Linked DNA regions of Mus musculus: all the other regions are linked to region 5. A link is a contact called in public ChIA-PET and HiChIP or PLAC-seq data. All regions are on one chromosome and are shown on one strand. Each heading gives the region's core, a stretch centred on a gene start, on an enhancer-like site or on the middle of the called end of the contact. The rest is flanking DNA. Distances are from core to core; before and after follow the strand shown.

Evidence for each region. ChIA-PET counts read pairs in DNA pulled down with a chosen protein or histone mark. HiChIP or PLAC-seq counts read pairs in DNA pulled down with a chosen protein or histone mark.
Region 1: a contact with region 5 is called in an RNA polymerase II ChIA-PET map of memory CD8 T cells, with 21 read pairs. The contact joins the promoter of Tm6sf1 here to the promoter of Rps17 in region 5. A contact is called at or near these places in 6 of 39 promoter capture datasets (the C10 cell line, the HPC-7 cell line, HPC-7-derived erythroid cells and 3 more) and 6 of 115 datasets of contacts at active chromatin or transcription factors (astrocytes, embryonic stem cells, extraembryonic endoderm stem cells and 3 more).
Region 2: a contact with region 5 is called in an RNA polymerase II ChIA-PET map of memory CD8 T cells, with 17 read pairs. The contact joins the promoter of Iqgap1 here to the promoter of Rps17 in region 5. A contact is called at or near these places in 2 of 39 promoter capture datasets (liver and pre-B cells) and 5 of 115 datasets of contacts at active chromatin or transcription factors (the 230-238 cell line, kidney, large pre-B cells and 2 more).
Region 3: a contact with region 5 is called in an H3K27ac HiChIP or PLAC-seq map of stem cell-derived neural progenitor cells, with 4 times the contacts expected there. The contact joins the enhancer-like site here to the promoter of Rps17 in region 5. A contact is called at or near these places in 3 of 39 promoter capture datasets (hippocampal neurons, liver and neural stem cells), 1 of 484 Hi-C or Micro-C datasets (the HPC-7 cell line) and 2 of 115 datasets of contacts at active chromatin or transcription factors (fibro-adipogenic progenitors and stem cell-derived neural progenitor cells).
Region 4: a contact with region 5 is called in an H3K27ac HiChIP or PLAC-seq map of stem cell-derived neural progenitor cells, with 4 times the contacts expected there. The contact joins the promoter of Hdgfl3 here to the promoter of Rps17 in region 5. A contact is called at or near these places in 2 of 484 Hi-C or Micro-C datasets (cortical neurons and hematopoietic stem and progenitor cells) and 4 of 115 datasets of contacts at active chromatin or transcription factors (T-cell acute lymphoblastic leukemia, astrocytes, memory CD8 T cells and 1 more).
Region 6: a contact with region 5 is called in an RNA polymerase II ChIA-PET map of memory CD8 T cells, with 29 read pairs. The contact joins the promoter of Blm here to the promoter of Rps17 in region 5. A contact is called at or near these places in 2 of 39 promoter capture datasets (liver and pre-B cells) and 1 of 115 datasets of contacts at active chromatin or transcription factors (memory CD8 T cells).
Region 7: an RNA polymerase II ChIA-PET map of memory CD8 T cells shows a contact between it and region 5, with 153 read pairs. The contact joins the enhancer-like site here to the promoter of Rps17 in region 5. A contact is called at or near these places in 3 of 39 promoter capture datasets (hippocampal neurons and liver), 1 of 484 Hi-C or Micro-C datasets (B cells) and 3 of 115 datasets of contacts at active chromatin or transcription factors (embryonic stem cells, memory CD8 T cells and stem cell-derived neural progenitor cells).

Annotation. Positions count from the first base shown.
Region 1 is chr7:81,857,655-81,860,354 of GRCm38.p6, reverse strand. It overlaps Tm6sf1 (transmembrane 6 superfamily member 1), which reads right to left and starts at 1,354. Exons shown (of 10, transcript NM_145375.4): 1 at 815-1,354. The coding sequence starts at 906.
Region 2 is chr7:80,801,976-80,804,675 of GRCm38.p6, reverse strand. Iqgap1 (IQ motif containing GTPase activating protein 1) reads left to right here and starts at 1,345. Exons shown (of 38, transcript NM_016721.2): 1 at 1,345-1,535. The coding sequence starts at 1,481.
Region 3 is chr7:80,762,921-80,765,620 of GRCm38.p6, reverse strand. It overlaps Iqgap1 (IQ motif containing GTPase activating protein 1), which reads left to right. Exons shown (of 38, transcript NM_016721.2): 5 at 250-326. Among named protein-coding and RNA genes, the nearest start is that of Iqgap1, 39 kb to the left of the region's middle. Within about 2 kb of position 1,405, at least 55 of the 459 cell types and tissues checked have an H3K27ac peak or open chromatin away from gene starts, as enhancers often do. A contact at or near this core is called in neural stem cells and stem cell-derived neural progenitor cells, where this site is marked.
Region 4 is chr7:81,933,198-81,935,897 of GRCm38.p6, reverse strand. Hdgfl3 (HDGF like 3) reads left to right here and starts at 1,439. Exons shown (of 6, transcript NM_013886.4): 1 at 1,439-1,959. The coding sequence starts at 1,876.
Region 5 is chr7:81,343,912-81,346,611 of GRCm38.p6, reverse strand. Rps17 (ribosomal protein S17) reads left to right here and starts at 1,378. Exons shown (of 5, transcript NM_009092.3): 1 at 1,378-1,410; 2 at 1,604-1,755; 3 at 2,196-2,301. The coding sequence starts at 1,408.
Region 6 is chr7:80,533,834-80,536,533 of GRCm38.p6, reverse strand. It overlaps Blm (Bloom syndrome, RecQ like helicase), which reads left to right and starts at 1,415. Exons shown (of 22, transcript NM_001042527.2): 1 at 1,415-1,491.
Region 7 is chr7:80,831,139-80,833,838 of GRCm38.p6, reverse strand. No RefSeq gene overlaps it. Among named protein-coding and RNA genes, the nearest start is that of Zscan2, 28 kb to the left of the region's middle. Within about 2 kb of position 1,433, at least 171 of the 459 cell types and tissues checked have an H3K27ac peak or open chromatin away from gene starts, as enhancers often do. A contact at or near this core is called in B cells, memory CD8 T cells and stem cell-derived neural progenitor cells, where this site is marked.

The sequences.
Region 1 (2,700 bases), core at 105-2,604, 510 kb before region 5:
GCAGTCTGGAGGTCTGGCACGGGCTGCAGGGTATAGATTGATGCAATTTCCTTAGCACCAACTGCTATGAAAAGCACAGCCAGTTACTTCCTCCTCCAGCAGCCCACAATCAACTTCAGCAGGGCCACCGCTGGCGCCTTTCCACTGACCACCCAGGCCTTCGGCTGCCCATGGGGGCTCGTCAGTCAGTGATCCCTTTAGAGAAGTGAAAGCCAAGACTGGGACCCAGAGCCCTTACAGAATTCGTCGGTTCCTTAGCATTAAACTGATCACTGAACCTTTGCTCCTGGCCAGCATCGAACCTCTATCCCTTTCACAGCGCCCTTGCACAAAGTTCCCACAAGATCCTTGAGGTGCAAAGACAGACCAGAACACTAAAGCCAGGTCACCCTGTTAGTAGCAAAGGCTCAGAAAACCATGGTTATTTCTGTTAGCCGCTCACAACAGTTTCTAAAATTATAAAATGGTAAGTATGTGAAAGTCCATACAAGGAAAGCGTTCCTTTCAAATAAGGCGGTTCGTGCCTTCCGTGTTGCTCTGCACCCCTCTAGTGTCTGAGAGCCTCGGAGGCAGGGGCATTTCGGTATTGACCTTGGTAATATCAGCTACCCACCCAGTACTGGCAAAGAGCAGGCGCCCAGCTCTCAGACCTTGAACTGCCCTAGCCCAGTTTGAGGACCTAGGGCCGGGTGACCCTGGTGCCTCCCTCATGCTGCGGGCGTGGCGTTTCTGGAAGCTACCCAGTCCCAAAGCCGCGGTCCCAAACCCGCGGAAAAGTTGCGGGCTCTTGTCTACCCCGCGCGCGCTCACTCACTCGTGCTGGGCCGCCAGGTGGTTGAAGATGTAGGTGACCGGGATGGCTGAGAGGGACAGCACAAAAACCCCCGTGGCCGCAGAGGCACTCATTGCCACCTCCGGGTCGCTCTTCTTTCACCGCATCGCGCCGGGGGTCCCCTGGCTCAGCTTCCGGCGGCGCCGCGCCCCTCGCCGCTGCCCTTCCAGGCGGCCCCCGGCCGCGTCTCCTCTGCGCGTCCCCGTCGCCCGTAGCTGCCCGGCGCGCACAGAGAGAGGCACCACCCGGGTGCTCTAGGGCCGCTGTACGATCCCCAGAGGCGTCCCCACCAGGCTCCTGCTAACGAACGCAAGGGCTCAGCAGCCACCGCGAGGAGACAAGCGCCCCAGGACGCTTGCTTTAATGGGAAAAGGAAGGGCCCGGCGAAGGACGCGGGTCACAGATGGGAGCTGGGCATCCTCGAGCTGGAACGGAGCTGGGCTGAGCCAAGGGCCAGCAGAGGGTGGAGCCAGATCTGAGGGTGTCAGAGCCCGCAGGCCCGCGAGATCGGCTCAGAGACCTGTGGGGACAGATGCTCCTGGAACAACACTGTGCCGCCCTCCCACCCCACCCCCCGCGCGCACCCCTTCCCTACACACAGCTGCCATCAACGTCCGCAACCAATGTTCCAGTGCCAAGTGGAAATATTTGTTTTCCACCTTGGTTGCTCACTCACCGCCCCTTGACCTTGATCAAGTTACTGAAACATTCTGTATCATTTCTCTGTGAAATGGGAATAACCTGCTCCCTCGTATGATTGTGGAAATCGACCGAGTTAACAAGCGTGGAGTGCTTGCCCTGCACTGCTCAGCACACTGGTCTGTCTCCTGCTCCCTTTCTTTTTTTGTAGCAGAACTGACCCTCAGAGGAATGCCCTGATGTAAGACACTGAGGCAGCGTTCATTCCTTGCCTGGAGTGTTTTTGGAGGCCAGGTTACCACCGGCTAGCCTGGCAGGTCCTGAAGATTAGGGCTCTTCGTGGAATATTCCCAGACGTCTGGGTGTAGAGCATGAGAGTGCCGCCCAAAGAGCTGCTTGAGCAGGGTGTGCTCAGGAAGCCCCCTGGGCCTGAGTCCTGTTGGTATGGCCCCAGGGAAGGGAAAAGAAGTGGGCTCCGGAGCAACAGTGGGGGCAGCAGAGTGCGCGCCTTCCTGTCTTTAGGTCAGAGGCTTACAGGTCATTTGGCTCATTTTCAATGTGAGGAAAATGAACCTGCACCAGGACAGTCGGTTGTTCCAAAGCCAGCTCTCCTACTATCTGCCCTCCCTTTTCTTGAAAACTCAGCCAACAATGGGCACAAAAGGGTAAAGACTGTCCAAACGGCAGCATCTCGCAAAGCTTCTCCCAGAAGTCTCAGTGGGAACCTGGACATCGCTCACGATCTTCCATGATCGCTCCTTGCCTTTACCACCTCCTTCATTCCCCAAAGCGCCTTCTCTCCTCCAGGCCATCTCCTAGGCCAGTTTCCCAGCCAGTCCAACCTCCTCCACATCCCACACCGAGCTGCTTTAGCCGTCTGCGTGTATCCTGAGTCTCTCGGGCTGCTCTGAATCTTTCTTGTCTACCTAGACACTTGCTGCATATCATTTCTATTCCTTCTCATCCATGCTTGGGCTTTTTTAAAATTCAGAATCATATTTATGGAAATAACTTAATAGAGGCTGGGGGTGTAGTTGATCGTGCTTGCTTTGTGTGCACAAATCTTAAGGCTCTGTCCTCGTGCACTTCATGAACTGACTTTGATGGGGGCTCATCTGAAATCCCAGCACTAAGAGATGGAGGCAGAGGGAGTCCCTGGTTCAAGGTCATCCTTAGCTACCCAGCAAGTCTGAGGCCGACCTGGGATATATGAGATTCTGTCTCAACTA
Region 2 (2,700 bases), core at 96-2,595, 540 kb after region 5:
AAGAGCTAGTAAATTGAAAATGGCTGGAACAAAGAGCCTGGAATTGGGTTGTAAAGGTGCCCACCTGGCATGGGAAAGTACACAAACTGCACTGTGAAGGGAGTAACAGGAAAAATTACATCTATGACAAGAACTCGGAAGCTGGGTGTGGTGGCACATGCTTTTAGTTCTAGCAATCAGGAGGAAGAGACAGGTGGATCTTCAAGGGTAGCCTTGCCTATTTAGTGGGCTCCAGGACAGCCAGAACTACATAGTGAGACTTGTCCCCCTTCCCAAAGAACTCCGTACTTTGGAAAGAGCATGCTGGCAATCATGATGATCTGGTTGGCACAAGTGAGAATAGAGATTATGATGATCAAAAAAGTGTTATCACAGGTGGGGACAGAAACAAAACTAGATGCTTCAGAAATAGAGGTGAGTCGAGGAACCTGGGGTGTGTGTGTGACTGGTGATGGAACACTTCCAGAGAGTGGGGCAGGAACAGGATCAACGTTTGACAGGTTTTAGTGTCTGTGAGAGGTCCAAAAATGCACGTTAGATAGTTTGGAACTACTGAGGGGCTTCTAGATGGTCTGGATTGTAAGTAGAAGCCATCAACTGTTTATGGTGAGGGTAAGAGTCCTGAGAATGGGACTTTTACTTTATTATTATTATTATTATTATTATTATTATTATTATTATTAGAGCCAGTGATTCACTCCAATCCAGGCTGGTTCAGAATAGAATTCGGTTGAATACTGGCACTTTAAAAGATCACAAGGGTAAAGAGACGAGGCATCCTTATTAATAGGGTCAAGATAACCCCCCTAAGATCTTGCAGATTGTAAAGAGCTGATAAACAGCTCTTCCGCGTGAGCATCGTCATCCCCCAGTTTAAGAGATTGAGCAGTTCTATTCTTTAGCACTGTTGGGGAGAACAGAGGTCAGATTGACAGAATGTAGCAGAGAGTAGGAGTGGGAGTCTTTCCTGACAGTGGGTCCTACTTGCTTCCAATAATCACACTCTGGGCCACTTGCAACGGCTCCTTGAAGGAGCCGCGGTGCAGAGGGGGTTAACTCAGTTGTCAGGAGAAGGCAGGCGCCTAAAAACATTTGGATTTCAAGCTGTAGACATTGGCGGCCTTTTAGTCAGAGCCGCAGATAGGGCGACAGCGGAGGAGTGTCGGGACAACGGACCAAGCCGGCCTAGGGACTCGCTACAGCACCCCGCCTCCTCGCTTCCGCAAGTGGAGAGCGAAGAGGGCAGGGGCGGGTCCTGTAATACTGACCACGCCCCTTCCGCTCGCTCCGGGGAGCGCAGCTGGGCGTGGACTCAAGGGCGGGGTCTGCGGGGCGGGACCTGCAGGGTGGGGCCGATGGCGCGGGGCGGGGCTCTGAGGACAGCGACAGCCCGCGCACTGGGCAGGAGTTACTGCTGCTACGGTCGCCCGCGTCTTCAAGGTCTCTGCGCTTCCTCACCGGAGACCTGGACTCGGCCGCCATGTCCGCCGCGGAGGAGGTTGATGGCCTGGGTGTGGTCCGGCCGCACTATGGCTGTGAGTGCCGAGGGCTTGGGGGTGCGCGGGCGAGGGACCAAGCTCGGGTTTTCCCAGGGGCTCAGCCGGGCGGGTGCGCCGGGTGGCTTGGGACCGCACGGACCCGGAAGAGCAGCTGGCTGTATGGCTGGTAGCAAGGTTGGCGCCCGAGCCTTCTCGAGCTCCGGAGGCGGCGGGTAGAAACCTGGAGGCCTCTGCCTTCGCTAGGCGCTGCGGCAGGGGAGCCCCACCCAGCTCCTCCACCGGTTAGTTCTACTGAGATTGGGGAAGACGGCCTAGGGTGAGGTGGCAGGAGAACTGACTGTGCAGGGCGTGTCCTGGGCACTGGACCCAGGGGTTCTGCTCGGGCGTGGTGGGAAGGTGCTGCCCGGATTGCTGCCTGCGAGGGTGACCCAGGGCGCAGACCCGCGCAGCCTCAGGCTAGCTGCGAGGTGCAGTTTTAGGCAAGCAGCTTATGCTTTCTCCTGCTGGGTTCTTTCTTTAGCATTTCAAAAGTAAAATTAAAACATAAACACACCCAAACCGGCTCCCCCCACTTCCTCATTTTCTGTGACTATCCCTGCAACCTTAGTAAACTAACCAGCTGTACGTGGGATAGTAGTTACAAGAGGATCCCTTTGAGTCCCAGGTTTAGATTTTATGTTTTGGGAAAAGTACTTTCTTAAAGGATACTTTAACACATCCAGTTATGCATTGGATAGTGTTATAATGTGTGCTACGTTTGTGAAATTAGGGATGAAAAAGATCAAACAGTGCCTTCAAAACCTGTCCGAGAAAGAGACAGGTGTACAGAGATTGATAATTAGATGAGGGGTTGGGAATTTAGCCCAGTGGTAGAGTGCTTGCTTAGCAAGTGCAAGTCCTCAGCTCCAAGAAAAAAACCAATAAGGTGCAATAAAGATAAACGATGCATGAACTAACTCTAACTGGGTATAAAGAGTAATGGGGGTGAAGAGAAGGGACTTAACAAGGCCATGGGAAGGTAGGTGCTGACTTTTAAACAGAGGCTTGGAGGATGCAGTGTGGGGCAGGGTGAGCAAGACATGACTTTGAGAGGGCAGACACAAACTAAATATGGTATTGGAGAACATAGGGTTACTGTACGTGGAAAACCGAGGGCATCGAAGTGCAGAGGTGGAATTGAAAGGGAGAGGAGAAAAGTAAA
Region 3 (2,700 bases), core at 156-2,655, 580 kb after region 5:
CACTGGTGTGGCTTTGGACATGATAGCAATCGTCTGATTTCACCCTACTTAACTACCTGGTTTCTGTTACTCTCTGCCTTGCAGAGAGCTTTAGGCTCTCTCCTCACTCTCCTGCAAATGTTGATGTTACTGCTGTGTTCAGGAAGATCTTTTCCTGAGGTCTGGTCTGTCTTAGTAAAGGTCTTTCTTTATTCCTTTCCTGATTCTTCTAACCAATCCATTCAGTCTACTTCTTTGATTTCTTCCTAGATTTTTTACCCAGAAACCACAGATATCTATGACCGGAAGAACATGCCAAGATGCATCTACTGTATCCACGCCCTCAGGTAACCAGGGCTTCTTAGCAAAATAAGTCACCTAAGGATAACTGCGCAGTCCAGCGTGTATTTTTTGTCTGTGCTGCAAGAATGAAAGGGGTTTTATATCAACTCGAGGATTTTCAAACAGAATAGAAGGCTATTATCCTTACCGAAACACCTGTGTTTTTCTAGGGAGCAGAGAGAAGGGATTTGTTTATCCCCGTAATATATTATTGTTGCAGAAACACGGTATTAGCTTTCATTTTTTTTATCTGGCACCTCTCTGAACTCTGCATCTTAATCAGGGTGTGATGTCCTTTATCCATTCAGCCAGCTGGGACCTTCCATTGTTATTTGTTCATTCAACAAGTAATTTTTATACCAACACAAATATGATAGGAAGTAAAGCATAATTTCATGGAAAATGACTTAATTGCAAGTTCCCACTTCTTAGAACCAGCAGGGTACTGAATTAGCAAGAGACAGGGCTGTGTCTGAAGAGAGGGTAGGGGAGAGGAAGATAAACACTTGGGTAGTTGGGAATGGTGGTATAATGTGTTATCCGATTCCTTCATGGCTCTAGGACTGGGAAAGGTTGGGGAGGAAGTGGGACGTGAGGGTGAGATTTGTTTGCTTGGATTCCGCTTGCTATATATATATAGCCTCAGTGTTAATTTTACAAGTGAAAAGGATAGCAGGGACCTGTAAGAAGCCGCTTATCTCATACCTTCTTCCACCGAGCTGCCCCATCTCAGTGCTTTTATGAAACTTGGGTTGGAACCTAGGTATCACCAGCATCATTGTGAGCGTGCAGAAGAGTGACTGCAGGTGGCTAGTACATTTCTGTGTTAAGAGCGTAATGAATTCAAATGCTTGTGTCTGAGCCAAAGCCTGATTAATTCTCGGCATTGTGATTGGCTTGGTGTGCTGAGGTCTGTCTGGCGATAACCTTGTAAAGGCCATGCCTACAGTGGCTGTCTGAACTTGGCAAGCACGGGAGGCTAAGCTGGCAGAATTCCTCTCTGCTCCTTCTGTAGCCTCTGATGTAGCCTGCGTCCCAAGCCTTCAATTCTTTGAAATACAGAGATGAGGAGTTCCTGTGCCTTCCTAATGATGGGATCAGAACAAAGGGAGGAAGTCCGCCATTGTTCTCCACTGCTCTTGCTTATGCAGTCTTTGCTTAGAAAGCACAGGCAGGGCAGAGTGTTCTGGCTTGGGATTCATGGTTTCTTTCCTCCCACTTGGTGTTTTTCCTGAAAGGTAAGTTGGCAGCCCTTGGTTGTATGCAGGAAGAGGGTGTTAACCACTCAGGACCTCAACAGCAGCTCTCGGGACAGAGTACCACCTCACTGCTGTGTGGGACTGTGTGGGACGCCCTCTTCCTTTGGACCAGCAGTAACACAGGACCCTCCCTCCCCCAACTTGATGTAGTGCTGGAGTCTTACCCACACCTGGCCCGTGGCAGGCAAGTGTGCTGTCACTGAGCTATGCTCTGGCTCTGTACCAGAGGTGGTTGTTCCATCGCGGTGGTACTCAGTTGTTTTGTGGCTGACGTTCCGTTCTCTGGGGTGTGTGTGCTTTCCTTTCTTTCCCTAAGATTTTATCCTTCTGAGCCCTGATGCTAGCCTGGAGTTAGAAGGATCCGTGTTCTAGGTCATCCTCGGCTACATAGTGAGTTCCAGGCCAGCTAGGACTGCAGAGTGAGACCCCACCACCACCATCACAAAGGAAACCAAAGTAAAACCCCACTGATTCTGATTTTGGTGTTAAATAGGCCCATAATCCTTTACCTTACATTAAGAAAAATAAAAACCCTTCATGTTGTGAAAATTGAGTTTAAGTTAGTGTGAGTTCATTTGTTGCTAAAACCTGGTAAGAATTAACTGAGATTATCTAGAATATTTATCTATAGGCATGGTTATTTTGGAAGATACCTGGATTTATAGATTAGCTGCAAAACTGTGGATGACCCTGTTGCACTTTTTAAATTTATTTGAAAATTATTTTATTTTATATGTGCACAAGGGTGTGCAGGTCAGGTTCAGGGCATAACTTATAGGAGTCAGTCGGTTCTTCTACCATGTGGACCCTGGGGGTTAACTTCAGGTGTGGTGGGGAGATGCCAGGCCAGAGCAGTGGCCCCTTCTGATGTGGTGTGTTTGTTTTGTTTCTGTGTCTTGCTGAGCCACTGTCTGTAATGTCGTCTGATGTCTTCTAATTCATTGATTCTGATCTGCCTGAGCACTAGGACCAACCCAATAACACAGGCTTACAGGCATTTCTCTCTCAACGGTGGGTGGGTGAGGTTTGTCTTTCCCTTCATGGAGTCTAGAGTCCTGTTAGTCTCTAAAGAACAAAGATAAAATAGCACAAACTCTTAATTAACCTGCGTTGAGCTTCT
Region 4 (2,700 bases), core at 190-2,689, 590 kb before region 5:
TACTCATGACCGCCCAGAGCCCACAGGCAGCCTCGGCCATTCCAGCTTTGGACAGTTAGGGCTCTGGTGGCCTGTCAAGAGATGCGGCTTTGACATGGCACCTAGGATGTGTGTGATATGACTTGTAGACGTGACAAGCTCGTTCTCGGGCTATCACAGCCGGGGGAAAAAACCTAGACTAATTTTGCAGCGCAAGAGAGGACAAGGTGAGCCTATAGGGAAGGTGAGGGGTGGGTGCTGGAGAATTAAGAGATGCAAAAAAAGAAACAGCCAAGTACTGTGAACAAAGTAAACGCTCCTCGGAATGTCTCCAGACTCTACAGCCGGCCACTGGAAACCCATCACGGAGAGGCTGCGGTAAGCACAGCTCTCAAGCACAAGTGAGTGGGGCAGATGCTTGGAAAACCCACTTTCTACAGAGGGGAGAAATGGCAAAGAGGGCAATTCACAAAGGAGAGCTGTCTTCCCAACTAGGTGCAGCACCAGAGGACCTTTTAAAGAAGGCAAGATCACAGGGATCTTCCACAGGGCGCATTCATCCATTCATCGAGCAGATGCAGAAAAGAGTGAATTATTTTATTTACCTCTCACAAAGGAGAATGCTATAAAGATTCTCACTCCCAAAATGTCTTTTTGAAAGCAGTCAGCTGAAATCCAAATAAAACAATGGTGAATGCACACGTTTGTCGTAGACTTACTAACCTGTATAAAGAAATCTCTAGAAGCTGCTCTCCAGTATGTTACCAGAATTGAAAACAACTGATTTGACTTGTCAGGGTAAGTCCTTTGCCCCAAAATTATTGGCCCATGAAGGCCCCACACAGAGAAGCATAACTTAGGCTATGGGCACTGAACCATATAGATCCATGTTCAAAGCCCGACTGTGCCATCCTGTCGGTGAGGACTGGCCTTGACTCCAGTGAAGTCGCTTGCCCTAGGTGGGTCACACTGCATCATTAAGGCAGACCTGGGGCAAGAACCTTGCCCTTGTTCTTTCCAGGTACCTACTGACCAGGCAGCGAGTCCCCTGCGCAGCTATCCCCCATGCCTGGGAAGCCTTTGTCCCCCCTCTCCCCCAACTCACCAGAGAGCACCCGAGGAAGTGGCCCACGGGTAGGGGGCAGTCAGAAAGGGGGTGCAGTCCGCAGGGGGTGGGCGCGAGCAGGAGGGGAAAGAGGGGCGGCCGGGTGGTGATTGGCTGGGCTTCACCAGGCAGCTCCCGGCCAAGAACAAAAGAGAGCAGGCGGCGGGCGTCTTTGGAGTAGGCGCTCCCACCCGCGGGGCACCGGCTTCGCTGCTGCGGGAGGACGCGCCCACCAGCAGCCCGCGGAGCAAGCCAGGCGGCGCGCGCGGTTTCTCCGAGAAAGCCGGCCGTGCACCTAGGAATTAACCGGCCGGCGCGCGAGGGGAGGGAAGCGGGGCGGGCGAGGGGTGGAGGGGGGGAATGCTGAGCGCGCGCGAGAACAATAATAAGATCGTGTTTGCGGTCGCTGCCCGAGGAGGAATTCGGAGGAGGCGCGAGGCCCGGAGCTCGCACGGAACCCAGAAGCTCGGCGGGGAGGCGGCGGCTGCATGAGGCTGGCGACGCGGCTCCTGTGAGCAGCGCGCGGCGGTAGCGGCGGCGTCGGGACTCGGCGCGGCCGGACGCGGGCTCCCATCCCCCGCAGCCGGGCGGGGATCTGCGGGGCCTGCGGTGCCCCCCGCCCACCGCTCGCCTCGGCCACTGCCTCGCCGCTCTCCCTCGTCGGAGCGGCCGCTCGAGCGTTCGGCTCGAGGCCCCGCGGGGAGCGCGGCGCGGTTCCGTCGTCCCGCGGAGGGGCGGCCTCCCAGCATCTTCGCGGCGGCCAAGGACCGGCGAGCAGGAGAACGACCGGGATGGCGCGTCCGCGGCCCCGCGAGTACAAAGCGGGAGACCTGGTCTTCGCCAAGATGAAGGGCTACCCGCACTGGCCCGCCCGGGTGAGTACGGCGGCCGCGCGCGCGGGCCCGCCCGCCCACCATTTTCCCTTCATGATGGCGCGCCCGCCCCCTTTCCCCATCACCTCGGCTCGAGCCCGCCTCGCGCCTGGCCGCCGCCTGGGCTGAACCGCGAGCTGTGCTGCGCACCGGGCTCCGGGCCGAGGCGAAGGTTCCGGGCTGCGCCCTCGCCGGCTCGGCGGCCATCCTGACGCCCACGTTCGAAGGCGGGTTCGACCGGACAGGCCCGACGTCGCCTTCCTCATGGAAGCCGGCGGGGACCGGGAAGCGGGTCCGGGGTGGAGGCGCCGGCTGGCTCCCAGCATGGTCCTGAGTAGACGCCCTGATCCGGGCGAACGTCGAGGCAGGTAGGAGAGCGAAAGGCTGTCCCCCAGCCGGCGAGAGCCGGTGACGGTCAGTCCTGGGAAAGGGGATGGTCGTGCAGAGGCCAGCGGCAGTCTCATGGTAGCAATCTTCGATCTCAGAGCATCCTTCATCTTCCAGACTTGTTGAGTGTTTCCTGGGCGCGATCCCCTGTGCCTCACCTGCCCTCTCATTGTCCATTGCCTCCCTGGTGCCCTGGTTCTTAGAAACTGACACCAAATAGCCTGTCACTGGCTGGTGAATTCAAGGAGCTTCCTTGTGCCTTTTCACCTCCATATTTGTTTTAGGTCGGTTCCCGAACCTTATTCTTGGCCTCGAACCAAACCCACGACAGCTCTCTTCTTCCTAAACAGCAAGACT
Region 5 (2,700 bases), core at 129-2,628:
TGCTTTTTTGATTCAGGGTCTTTCTTTGTGGCCTTGTCCTGGAACTCCTTATGTAAGCCAGCCTGGCCTCAAGCTCAGGAATTCTGCCTACCATTCATCCCACGTGCTGGGATTAAGGTATGCACCAGGACACGCTGCAGTGCTTTGTTTCTTCACAGCCCTTACACTAGCTTTTCTAACAGGCTCCATGGCTTCATGACAGGTCTGATGATTTTTCAAGTGGAGACGGCAGCATGCTGAACTGGTCCTTTGGGAAACTCTAGTCTGAGGGAGAGGGACTCCTAGGTACTTAAATCCTTGTAAGGTGCAAAAACTCACTACTCCTCAGAATCCAAGAGTTCTCTTCCTGCAAGACTGTAAGGTCTAGTCTTGCATCTGGAGCCTGGCCTCCACTTCATTGGGAATTCACTGGTAATGTACGATGCAACCCCCAGGGATTACAGACCCTTTGGTCTCTTCAGTATTCTTCCGGGTCCATGGTCAAGGACATCTTTTTTCCTCCCGCCATGAGCTACTTTTAGAGTAAGGACTTTCAGCTCTTCACCTAACCAGAGTGACGTAGATGAGTTGAAGGATGAAGCACAGCCTTGGCCCCTTGATACATGCCCTGTGGCCAGCACGGTCTCCTTAGGTTTGAGCGCAGGACCCTGTCCCAGGAAAGAGCTGGAGGAAAGGCCCTCTCTGGACAGATGAAGCCACTGGGTCGTAGCGTAAGAGCCTGCTTTGGGCTTGGTTATGGCAGAACAACCGGAAGAAGCTGAAGGTTGGAGATAGTGTCCCTACTAATCGGGAACAGTCTAGTTAACTGAGATCCTAATTTGTTGGTAAAAGTGTTTGAGACCTCTCTGTGAGCCAGCCACTGATTTAAGCACTCGAGGTTAGCCCTTCCTGTTTAGCTCAAACCTAGCTGAGAAAAGTAATTGTGCTCAGACATTTAAGAGCAGCTCGAATGGAATACTGTGCTGGGATGAGAAGAAAAGCCACTCTAGGTGATGTTTGCTGTGACACCAGGAAATGAGAGGAACCTCACCAATTAGGCTAGACCCTACTAATCTCTGACTAGAGGCGCGGGTAGGGTGGAAATCGGGGATGACCCTGTTTACTACTATGCCTTTCATAGCTCGGGCCTCCTTTAGGCTCCATCTCAGGACCTCAAAGTAACTCCTAGATTAAAACACACCGGACGCCCAAGAGAAGCACGGAACTATTTGGAGTGGAAACCAAGACGGCCGAGCTGCCGGCGTGCGCACGCGCAGACTTTCGCCCCGCCCACAGCCAGGCAGCCTCACTCCACTCCGCTAGGGGCCGCTGTGGGACTCTCGCGAGCCAGGCGGAAGCGGCTTTCTGGCCGCGCTTTATAGGCCTCTCTTGTGTTTCCTGTTTCCTCTTTTACCGAGACCCGCCAACATGGTAGGTGTTTGGCTCCCAGGGCTCTGTCCTTTTCAATCCTCGCCCATCCTCCGCTCGTCGCGGCCTCAAGTCCGCAGCGAGGGGCCGGCGCCGTCACCGGCGGCCTGGCGCGCTTCCGCATGAAGTCGTGCGCGCCGCGGCCCCTCCGCGGGAGGCGCGGGCTCCCCGGTGACTTTGCCCTCTCCACCCTCAGGGCCGCGTTCGCACCAAGACCGTGAAGAAGGCTGCCCGGGTCATCATCGAGAAGTACTACACGCGTCTGGGTAATGACTTCCACACCAACAAGCGCGTGTGCGAGGAGATCGCCATTATCCCCAGCAAGAAGCTTCGGAACAAGATAGCCGGGTGAGTGGGGGCCGCGGCCGCCGGAGAGCCTGCCCGGGCCGGTGCCTCCGCTCCCCCCAGACGGCCCGCCGAAGGGCTGGAGGTGTGCCTTGGCCACAGTGGGGTTTTGCCGACGTGGTCTTAGTTCGGGCTCCTTACGGTAGCTGAAGGCAGAGCTCCGGCCTCAAAACCTTACTGCTGTGGTCTCTGCTTCCCGCATTTTACCACTATGGCCGTGTTGTGCAAAAAAATAGCAGTGTTGTGTCCGTACGACGGATAAGACCAGTCGGGGTACATGACATTCGGAGGAGGGCTGGTGACGGCGAGTGAGGATGTAAGGAGTGGACATCTGAACAGTGCTGTGTGTGTGTCTGTGTGTCTTTCCGATGGTGAGACCGACCTTGATGTAGAGACAAAGTCGGTTCTGGTGGGAGGTGGTCACTGTTTCGCATTGCTTGTAGCTATGTCACGCATCTGATGAAGCGGATTCAGAGAGGGCCTGTGAGAGGCATCTCTATCAAGTTGCAGGAAGAAGAGAGAGAGAGGAGAGATAACTACGTTCCTGAGGTAAGATTTGTGGGTCTTCCTCTGCACCTCTTCCTGGGGGCTCACCTGAGGTGGGAACGCAGCTGGATGTCAGTGAAGTCTTAATCTATTTCCTCAAAATGATGAGAGATCCACCCACCTCGGCCTTCTGAGTGCTGGGATTAAAGGCGTGGGCCAACACACCCAGCCGAGGGTGCCTGTAATCAGCCGACCTTGAGCTTCTCTGCGAGGTCTAAATTCATTTTCACATGGGAGCCCAGTGAGAGTGCCTCCCGACGTGGTTAGCTTGACATCCAAGTGTGAACCCTGCTTTCTGAATGCACACTAGATGGTTCTGACACAAGAATAAAGTGGGCTGTGGTGGTGCACAGCTTTAGTTTCAGCATTTGGGAGGCAGATGTCTGAGCTCGAAGCCAGCCT
Region 6 (2,700 bases), core at 166-2,665, 810 kb after region 5:
AACTCATAATAGTTTAGCACAAATGCAATATATAGAACTTGCATATTGTATTTTGGATCTCTAGGTATTTTCACTATATGTGTCCTCTAACCCACAACTCTCCACCAGTTTTCTCTAGATATGAATATTTAAATTTTATAAAGATCCCACATATAAGATCATGCAATAATAATTTACTGTGTCTGGCTTATTTCACTTAGCATAATGTCCCTAAATGGAAAGATCTGGTTCTTTTTACCAGGCTAATTACTATTCTGATGTGCATTTCCCGTCTTTCTCCTGACAGCTTATTTTCATATCTTGGCTATTGTGGATTATGCAGCAATGAACAAGGGAAAGCTGATAGCTTTAGGAAGTTATTTATTAATTTTCTTTGGGTATATGTCAGAGGAGATGTTTCTGGGTCATGAGGTAACTTTTAGTATCTTTCAAATCCTTTGTACTGTTTTCCATATTGTTGTAACAGTTTGAATTTACTCCTTAAAAGAGGGAAAGGGTCCGGCAGTGGTGGCATACGCCTTTGATCCCAGCACTTGGGAGGCAGAGGCAGGTGGATTTCTGAGTTGGAGGCCAGCCTGGTCTACAGAGTGAGTTCCAGGACAGCCAAGGCTATACAGAGAAACCCTGTCTCAAAAAACCAAAATAAATAAATAAATAAATAAATAAATAAATAAAATAAAAAGAGGGTAAGGACAGATGACAGGGTTGGAAGAGAAAAAAATTAACAAGAGCCCACTTTGGTGGAATATGTAATCCTAGTATTTGGGAAGTGTAAGTAGGTGGATCGGGAGTTCAAGGTCAGCTTCTCCTACACAATTTGGTGGAGGTTTGAGGCCAACCTGGGCTATGTAAGGTCCGGTCTCAAAAAAACTAAAAGTTACAAAAATAGAAGATCAGGCATCACCGGGCTGCATTCATGGTGGAAGCTACCCACTAGAACTGAAGCTTCACCCTCGGCATCTGCATGCCAGCTGAAGTATCTGAGCTTGCGACCGATTAATGACAGTCAGCAGTGGAAGAACCGCCGAAGTTTCACAAGAATAGAGGGTGAGATCCAAAAGAAGAGGCCCACAGACGCTTCGCCTGATTTACCGGAACTAGCAAGCCTCGGCTGTCTTCAAACATCACAAAATCTCTACCATGCCACAGACTGGGCTTCAGGCGCCTTTCCCTACACTAGGAAAACAAAAAACAAAAAACAAAACAAAGCCTTACTACGCCGGAAGCCAGGTAGTTTGCCATAATCACCTGACCGGTCAGCTGCATTCGGATTGGGCTTTAGTAGTACGTGCTCGGGGGATACCGCCCCAGCAGCTCTAGGGGCGGGGCCAGGAGCCAGAGGCCACGGTATTGGTTAGATCCTTCAGGGATTACCCAATCAGAATCATCCTTCTTGCCGCGCAGAGCGTGCGGCGCGGGGCGCAGGAGGGCCGTGTCGGCGCGCGGAGTTTGGATGGTGGTTCCGCCCGGCGCGACGTAAGCCTGAGTGAGGTGAGTTCGGCGCGCGCTGGGTTGCGGTGGCTCCGCCGACTAACAGAGCCCGAGGCCTTGGCCATTTCACCAGTCATCCGTCCCAGGTTCTCCGAGCCTCGCTTGTGGCGAGAAGCCCAGACCGGAGTAGAGACCTGGTGACCCAGAAAAGGCCATGTCAGGCGGCCGAGGCTCGAGTCTCACTGTCCACACTTTCCTTAAGGCCTTGATTGTCATACGCGAGAAATTAGCTCATCTGCTTCCCGTAGTTTGTGTAGTGCTGCAACGACCCCTCGTAGCAATGCATGCTTTCGAGACGCCAGAAGAGGTGGAGGTGCCCTGTTTTTAATCGGAGAAGCAGGAGCTCAGACCTCGTTTGCCGAAAGGGCGCGCGGGCTTGGATGCCAGATGAGGTTTGAATAGGACCTGCCCAGCTCTGAAGCCTATCTCACTGCCCCAGGCTTCCTCCCAGTCCCTCTTAACTGTCATAGGTTACCGGGTGAGGGTGACTGAGATGAACCTGCCATCTTCCGGTGTCGCCTTTAAATACACAGCTCTCCTACCTCAGCAAGGGGTAGGGGTGGGAAAGACTGATCGAGAGATGACAAGATGGAGGAGAAGGAGAGAGGCAGACGCCTGGGGAGTAATACATTTAATTGAGCTTGGAAGGAACTTGTCTCAGCCATCCAGTGCTGAGTTGACGTCACACCGTCTCAGCCATCCAGTGCTGAGTTGACGTCACACCGGCTTGAGTCAACATTTTGTTAGCCTGACTGCTATTCTGTTTGGATGTCACTTTAACTTTGCTTGGATGAAGTGGGATTTTTAGGTTCCCAAGATAGGGATTTAGTACCAGTTTGTTTGTTTTGGATCTTGTAGTCCCGTCTGGCCTCAAACTTGTAGAGCTGAGGGTGACTTTGGACTCCATGATCTTTTCAGCCTCAACCTCTCAAGTGCTTGAGTTACAGACCCATGTCACCATCCCTGTTATTTAAAGTGTATATACTGTGAAATATGTACTTCTGCAAAAGAGACTCACAGATTTCTCTGTGTAGCCCACTGTAGACCAGGCTGGCCTCGAACCCTGATTCCACTGCCTTTCCCTCCTGAGTGCTGGAATTAAAGGCAATGGCTGCCACTGCTGGACAGAATGTAGCATCTTAAACTTGGTTGAGGGACATGCTCTATTTTCTAAATTTTTACCTTTTGTCAGGAATGGAGATAGGAGTA
Region 7 (2,700 bases), core at 184-2,683, 510 kb after region 5:
GAGCCTTTTCTGAGAGCTAGTGGTGTGAACTCGGGTCCCAAAGCTTGTATAGCAAGTACTTTACCCACAGAGCTATCTCTTAGTCTCCCCTCACCCCCAAACTAAGTTTCACTAGCCCAGGTTAGCCTGAACTCCTATGTACTTGAGTATGCGTATGAACTCCTAATCCTCTTGCAAATACCGGAATTACAGATGTATGCCGCTATGCCAAGCTTAGGTGGAAATTTTTAAATGTCCAGTGCTTGATCATAGCCAATCAGGCGGGGCTGGTGAGATGGCTCAGTGGGTAAGAGCACCCGACTGCTCTTCCGAAGGTCTGGAGTTCAAATCCCAGCAACCACATGGTGGCTCACAACCACCCGTAATGAGATCTGATGCCCTCTTCTGGTGCGTCTGAAGACAGCTACAGTGTACTTACATATAATAAATAAATAAATCTTAAAAAAAAAAACTTATAAAAAAAACTTATATAACCAATCAGGCTAACTTAAATAAGAAAGTAATATTTAATAACTCATAAAACAGTGTTTTTGTATTTAGAAAGAAGCAGCTGCATTGAGACAACAGAAACGGATGAACTGGCGCTGCCCTTGGAGCCCTGCACCTGCAGCAGGGAGTCTGGCGCTGGTGGAGAAGCCCCGCCTCCTTCCCGGATCAAGCCGACAGCAAGCCAGGGGCTGTGTGATTGGTGCAAGCTGCTCTTAAAGGAGCACCAGCTGCCTCTCAGCTTCTCTGCTACAAAACCTCAGTGCCCACGAGAGTTGGATCAACAGGTGGCAAGGCGCTCATCCCTTGAAATTAAGATTTTTGTCTGCTTTAAATATATAAATAACATTTGCCACTACACCTTTATTTCTGACTGCTCTTAAACGTTTACTGTGTTCTGCATGTCTTGTTTATAAAATATTGGTTTATAATTTATAATTTATAACGTACATATTGCTCTATAAATTATGGTAATGATACCAGGAATAAAAATTAAGGATTTTTTAAATTCTATATTTTATTTATTTGCATTTCAAATGTTATCCCCTTTCCTGGTTTCCCCTCCACAAACCCCCTATCCCATGCCCCCTTCCCTCTGCTTTTATAAGAATGCTCCCCCACCCACCAACCCAACCCCTCCTCATCGCCCTGGCATTCCCCAACACTGGGTCATCAAGCCTTCACAGGACCAAGGGCATCTCCTTCCATTGATGCCAGATAAGGCCATCCTCTGCTACATATGCAGCTGGAGCCATGTGTACTCCTTGGTTGGTGGCTTAGTCCCTGGGAGCTCTGGGGGATCTGGTTGGTTGATATTGTTGTTCCTCCTATAGGGTTGCAATCCCCCCCCCCTTTTTTTTTAGAAGTTTACAGCATTAACAAAGGTTAAGAATCACTGGCTCTTGAAATTCCGCCCCCACCACCACTTCCTTTCAGCTTGCTTGAGCCCTGGCAAGGCTCCAGCAAGCCCTTCCTGTCAGCCCAACGTGCCAATAACAGCTTCCTCAGCCAATCAAGGTTCTTGCCATTTTCCCATCTTGTTAACCCCTTTCCTGTGCTGACACTGCCTTCGGCTTAAACCTAATCACACGGGAAACTGTTATGCTCTATAATGATATACCAGATAAAGGTCAGAAAGGGTGGTAGTCTCTTTATGGAGTATGTTTTTGGGGTTAAAAAGTTTTATTTTGATATTAGAAGAGCTTCAATTCAAAACTGACTTTTAAGGCTCAAACATAACAGAGATAGATAACCAGTATCCTTGTAAATGATCAAATAATTTAATCTGTTCAGAAATATATAAGAAGCCATGCTAAGAACTGATGCAGTTAATTTCAAGATTAAGCTTTATTTAGTCTTCTGTTTTATATTTTCAAGGTATAGTTTAGAGCAGATAACTAAAAACAGGTAGGTACTAGCCCTCAAACCAGTCAGAGATCTCCTGAATGTGGCATTTAGTATGTTTAAACTTACCACGACAGACAGAGACTCCCAAATCCTAACAGTGACCCTCCAAGGTATCCAAGAAAATATGGGCACAACCACAAAGGACATAACTACTGGACATAACTGCCCCAGCGCCTCGCCCACTGCCAGAGCCCGGCCTGAGCTGTGGACAGAGGACAACCAGACAACTGATTGCCACACTTTGCTTAAGATGAGATGAGGACAGTCTCTCCCAAGTTCCTCATCCACAGAAAAGGCCTCTTCATCTTCTGGGCCTGATGGCCAAAGACTGCCATTGTCCTTGATGCAATGGAGACCACAGGAACTTGGGACAAATGGCCAGGTCATGAAATATGGACTAGTTTCTGTCATTTTAACTGACACATAGGCCATTTAGATAGTAGTTTATCCTTCTCAGGTCTCTGATAATATTGATGGCTAAGCTAATTATAGCTTAACAGCTAGAGAACAACAGGCAACTAGCTCCTTCAGGTAGTTTGCTGCTGTGTTAGTTCATTAGTCTATTCACTAGTTAGATTTGTTTTGTTTTGAGACAGGGTTTCTCTGGCTGTCCTGAAACTCACTCTGTAGACCAGGCTGGCTTCGAACTCAGAAATCCGCCTGCCTCTACCTCCCAAGTGCTGGGATTAAAGGTGTGCGCCACCACCGCCCAGCAGTTAGTTTTGTTTTGGTTTGGTTTTTGGTTTTTCAAGACAGGGTTTCTCTGTTTAGCTCTGGCTGTCCTGGAACTCACTCTGTAGACCAGGC